Linked DNA regions of Mus musculus: region 2 is linked to region 1. The links are chromatin contacts, called in public Hi-C maps. All regions are on one chromosome and are shown on one strand. The core of a region is the stretch at or near the end of the contact, and the rest is flanking DNA. Distances in the headings are between cores, read along the strand shown.

Region 1 (2,700 bases), core at 8-2,507:
AAACAATCATTAAAGAAACTATATATGAGTATTGTTTATTTAAGAATTTCATTATTCAAAATAATCATTCTCTGAAGATTCATTGATTTTTACTTTATGTGTCTGTGTAAGTACCTGCACATATGTATGTATGTGCATCATGTGCATGCCTGGTAGCTAAGGAAGCCAGAAGCAAGCATCAGATCCCATGGAACTGGAATTACAAGTAGTTGTGAACAACCTGATATGGGTGTTGGGAACCAGACCCTAGGTCCGCTGTAGTAGCACCAAACGCTTTTAACTGCAGAGGCATCTTGGCAGCTCCATATTCAGTCTTTAGAATTGAGGTTAATGTTTTAATTGTGTATGCAAGCAATTGAGTTTTAGTTCTCTCAATGACTTTAATGTAATATCCTTAAGTATTTTCATTACAGTGGCATGATTTGTTAGATAGTGATGTAATAGCAATACATAGCTTATAAAGGTCTTTTTCCTTTTAAGGCCTCCAAGACATATCGAATTCCTTTTGTATGCTATTTGCAGTGATTATTCAATATCTGTTTTGGTGGCATACAATATAATAATGGCAGAATTTTAATTGTGACAATCTATTCTGCTTTTCTAGTTATTGTTGTGTTGAGCGCTTTACATATGATCTAATTTATTTTAAACCTCTTATAAGACCACATTAAAAAAACGTATATATATTGTTTTGCATTTCAGGCTGAAATTCTGTGCTGTGATGTGCTTAATATTTTGAAACCCAAAGCCACATTATTTCTCCTTTTTCACTTATATATGGTGTCCATTAGGCATTGATCTTGTCCCGTAATATTAACTTTCTTTAACTGATTGTTCTGCTATCTGAAGAGTCTTATTAAAATTTAATAAGTAAAGTAAAAATAAGCAGCTAATGCTATGGTACATTCTGGTAACTCATAAAAGAAAGAAAAAAGAAGGAAAGGAAAGTTTAATGTTGGCTTGTGAGTTTAAAGAAAGGTTAATACATCCTTACTGGCTAATTCAATCGTATCTTTAAAGGATGAATTTTTGACCCTTGAGATATGTATACCACTTACAGGTAGGATCCATGTCTGTTTATGCAAAATTTAGTGTTTTATCCTAAGAGCACTGAACTGCGCTAAATTGCATAGCACTAAAAAACAGGCTAAAGACCATCTATACCCTGTTTTATTTCAAAAAGCCCTTCTGGACTGTGACTATGGGTAACATGTTTCTTGACCTATTTCTTTTTTGTGGTTTCCTTCCAATCTACTAAAAAGATTCAGATCCTACTCATGTGTTTTGTCTTCATAATATCCCCTGCCCCTTCCCTTGTCTTGTTCTTGCTTTAGAGGTTCATTTTCATTACTACTTTTCTAGTTTTCATTCTCAATCTTTATATACTGGAAGAGATAACTATTGATATTCCCACTTGATGTTCTTTATCTTTTAAAAATTATTATATTTTGTGTGCACATGATATTTGTGTGTGAGCACATGCACATATGGAAGTCAGAGGACAACTTTTTGAAGTCAGTTCTCTTCTTGTACCCTTACATGGGTTCTGAGGTTTGAAGTAAAGTTGCCCAGATTGGGTGTTAAGCACCTGTACCCCTTGAGACATCTTGCTGGCCCTCTTTGTCTTAATGACTCTTCTACTGCTCAAGCCTTTGTTTTCACAAAGCCATAGGGAACATTTATATAATTATGACTGTTTGCTTATTTTAAAAGTATATGTTCCACCTGGCTTCCTGTCTCATATATTTGGGAGTTTGAGGTAAGATAACCAAGAGTTCAAGACCAGCCTGAGCTACATACTAAGTTTGAGGACAGCCTTGCTTATGTGAGACCCTGTATTCAAAAAGCAATGAAATAAGGCCAGTGAAGTGTCAGTGGATAAAGGTACTTGCCATGTAGGACTGGTGACCTGACTTTGTTCATTGGACTCCACATAAGGAGAAAGTGGAGTGCTGTCTCAACAAAGTTGTTCTCTGACCTCTAAACATGTGCCATGACACAAATGGCTGCAAATACATATCACATGTGCATGTACACATGTGTGTGCATATAAACACAAATAATAAACTAAAACATTTAAAATACAGACAAAAATATATACTTCAGTGGATATGACTTGAAGCAAATACTGTACAAAAGATCTCCAAAAGACCAGTTAACACATATAAGTATGTTCAAATGTCTCACTTGGTTAAAAAAAAATAATGTACAGCATGCCACTACTTCCTTCTATCAGAGTACTGAAAAAAATTTTAAAAAGGTCTTTAAGAATGTATAACAACTGGAAGCCTGTTGGTACTTGCACAGAAAGATTTTTTTATACAAATAAAGCTTAATGTAGGTATGTTCTATGAAACAGTAATTCCAGGAGACAGAAATGTATACAGCACTGCTTATAGCAAACTTATATCTAAAATAATTCAATGTTCATCAATAGTAAAAAAGTTTAACATGCACCTAACATAGAATCAGTAGTGAGAATGAATGTATTCCAGGTCTGTGGAACAATGTGAATGGGTTTCAAGAGCATGGTAGTGAGCAAAAAATGCTTGAACTAAAGGACTCCACACTAATGCCATTTTTGTGACATTCAGAAATATGCAAAATTAACTGGGCATGTTATCACACACTTGTAATCCCAGCACTGAGCAGAAGGAGGCAGTGTTGAGGCAGAATGATTATGTGTTTGGAGCCAGCTGC
Region 2 (2,700 bases), core at 62-2,561, 43 kb before region 1:
TTTAGTGACAATGATATGACTGCCCCATAAAATGTTTCAGTCATGCTGGGTGGTTGTGGCACAAGCCTTTAATCCTAGCACTTAGGAGAAAGAGGCAGGTTGATCTCTGAGTTCAAAGGTAGCCTGGTCTACAGAGTGAGTTTCAGGACAGCCAGGCCTATACCAAAAAATCCTGTCTCAAAAAAACAAAATAATACAAAAAAAAAAAAAAACAAAAAACAAAAACAAAAACAAGAACAACAACAACAACAAAAAAAACCCTAAATAAATAAATAAAGTTCCAACCACAACTAAAGTACTTATTGGGAAGGGCCAACTAGTGTGGCCCTAATTCCGTCATGACTAAAGTTAAAGAAAGAAAGAAAGAAAGAAAGAAAGAAAGAAAGAAAGAAAGAAAGAAAGAAAGAAAAGGAGGGCCGGGTAGGGGAATTAGCTTGGAACAAATAACTTCAAGGCCACACCCTCTTCACTTTGGGTTCACTGAGGTGTGCTTATTTTAATAGCTGAACTGAAAGCATGAGATGCCATGCCACAGCTGACCAGAGTCTAAACAGAAAAGCTCAGAACTTAAAACTAAGCATGCGTGCAGCATGGGATAATAATCACTTTAGCCTTCTTGAATTGGTAAACACCAGAAGAAAGTGTACCAAACAACACGGCCTTAGATCCCATATCTGAGAGGAGCCTTTAGAAGTCTTTTAGTGTTCAAATTATAAACACCCACCGAAGACTTTAAAAATAGGACTTATTTGACAACTTGTGTTCTCCTTTCCCAAGCCATTTAGATGGATTTTGCCAAGGTAATTATTCAGAGAAGGGTGCTGTGGCAGACACCTGAAATAATAGCACTTTGGGAGGCTGAGGCAGGATCTTCACGAGGTAGAGGCTAACCTGGGCTATATACAGAGTATAAAAACAGCCAGGGCTTCAAATCAAGAGCCTACTTTTAAGGAAAAAAAAAACTGTTTTGAAGGGAATTCAGGTTGTTGGCCTCAAAAGTTGTTCAAAAGCAATAGTGCAAATTTGCTCCCAGGGAAAGGGGCAATTCCTTGACACTCAAATGTAGTCCTTTGCTGCTCCTACAACTGTTTGGTTCTGCTTCAAGCAAGGTTTGCACCTGGCCTAGTTTGGGGAGGCATAGAAGGGATAAAGGCAGCTTTTCTAGCTGGGCTCCAGCTCAATGGCCTAGCACACAGTGGTGGAAGCTCTACTCTTCCCTTCCCTTCCCGCCCTGCCTGGCCACTCCCCTTGCTTCCCACTTCCTCCCGGCCCCGCCCCTTCTTTTTTAACCCTCTTGATGTGGGTTCTCTGGCTTCCTATTGCCCTTCGCATCAGCAGCAGCTGCAGGCTCCCTCTTTGCTCCTGGCTCCGGCTCTAGCGGGTGCGCGCAGGCGCGGCTTGCAGCTCTGCTAGCGCGTAGTAGCTGAGCGGGGCTCACGGTGAGTGAGGCAGCGGTGCGGGACTCCTTGGAGAGAACGTGGTTGGCAGCCAGAAAGGGACTCGGGTGTGTATGGAAGACTTTGACCCGGTTAGGGGAGACTCGTGCAGCTTTTTCAGTGGCGGGGCTTCTCGAGGTTGCCAGCCTCCGGCTGCGTGTGGAGAGGAGTGAGCCGTGGCGGGAGACTTAAAGGTGTGTAGGAGCTGCCGAGTTAGAAGAAAGAAGAAAGGCGTTTAGAAGCTGGAAGTCCTCACTTGAGCTTGGCCAGGCCAGGAAGGTTCGCTTGAGAGCCCTGGAAGGTGGCCCAGCTTCAAGTTCAGTCCCCCTACTTGGTGCCCCCGAGCGGTGTCCTAGCTTACTCTTTTCCTTCCTCTGCTTTCCCTGGGTGCCGAGTTGGCAGGAAGGTTTCCTGTCGGTGGGGAGAGGATTTGGGGGAGGTGGGTTGTTGGCCCGGACTGTTGCAATAGAGGGTGTGGCGTTCCTATGACTTTCCTTTCCCCGGGAATGTGTCCCTCTTCTGATACATTGTGCCTGGACATTTTTTAACAAAGGCTATAACTGTTTTGTAGGCTGTGGTGGGTGACAGCGGCGGGGGGGGGGGGGGGGCGAGGGTACGCGCGTGCGCGCACGTGTGTGTGTGTGTGTGTGTGTGTGTGTGTGTGTGTGTGTGTGTGTGTAGGCTCGCGCGCGCGTGTGTCTGCAAGCGAGCGAGCGCGCGCGTGTTGGCTGGCTTGCTTCAGAAGTCTGTGTTGCCGCCCTAGGGGGTGGGGAATCAGTGTGGGCCTGAAGTTGGGGGAATTTCCAGAAAGACCTAGCAACTTTCTGCAGAGGCTTTTTTCTTTTTACTGGTCTGTTGATTTTGAGAGTAAGAATATTCCCCATAGGAATGTGCCTGGTTACTATTTTGTGTGTTCTTGCTCTGTGTGTGTGTGTGTGTGTGTGTGTGTGTGTGTGTGTGTGTGTGAGAGAGAGAGAGAGAGAGAGAGAGAGAGAGAGAGAGAGAGAGAGAGAGAGAGAAATTGAGAGATTGATTTTTATACGTTTTTACAAATCCCAACAGAAGAAAAACCAAAAATAATGGTATTTCAGAAGAAATAAGTGAGTGTGAATGAAAGGGAGAAGACTTGGAATAGCTAAGTAGAGCTAGATAAATCCCTTTTGATAGTCACAGAATATGATCAGACTTGGGAAAATGTGGCAGTGTACAAGTCAGTAAATTTAGCTAGAGTATTGTTCATTGTTTCAATGAAGAATTCTTAAGG

Evidence for each region. A called contact is a pair of places that touch in the nucleus more often than the background predicts.
Region 2: a Hi-C map of the MNK3 cell line shows a contact between it and region 1, with 4 times the contacts expected there. The contact joins the promoter of Prrg1 here to the enhancer-like site in region 1. A contact is called at or near these places in 6 of 39 promoter capture datasets (the 3T3-L1 cell line, 3T3-L1-derived adipocytes, the C10 cell line and 3 more), 1 of 15 datasets of contacts at CTCF or cohesin (CD8 T cells), 8 of 484 Hi-C or Micro-C datasets (3T3-L1-derived adipocytes, the AML12 cell line, the C10 cell line and 5 more), 3 of 115 datasets of contacts at active chromatin or transcription factors (CD8 T cells, embryonic stem cells and large pre-B cells) and 2 of 9 other capture datasets (adipose tissue and pancreatic islet).

The regions. Positions count from the first base shown.
Region 1 is chrX:78,539,893-78,542,592 of GRCm38.p6, reverse strand. All of the region lies in intron 1 of Prrg1 (proline rich Gla (G-carboxyglutamic acid) 1), which reads left to right. Among named protein-coding and RNA genes, the nearest start is that of Prrg1, 43 kb to the left of the region's middle. Within about 2 kb of position 1,257, at least 1 of the 459 cell types and tissues checked has an H3K27ac peak or open chromatin away from gene starts, as enhancers often do. A contact at or near this core is called in the MNK3 cell line, where this site is marked.
Region 2 is chrX:78,582,508-78,585,207 of GRCm38.p6, reverse strand. It overlaps Prrg1 (proline rich Gla (G-carboxyglutamic acid) 1), which reads left to right and starts at 1,311. Exons shown (of 4, transcript NM_027322.2): 1 at 1,311-1,439.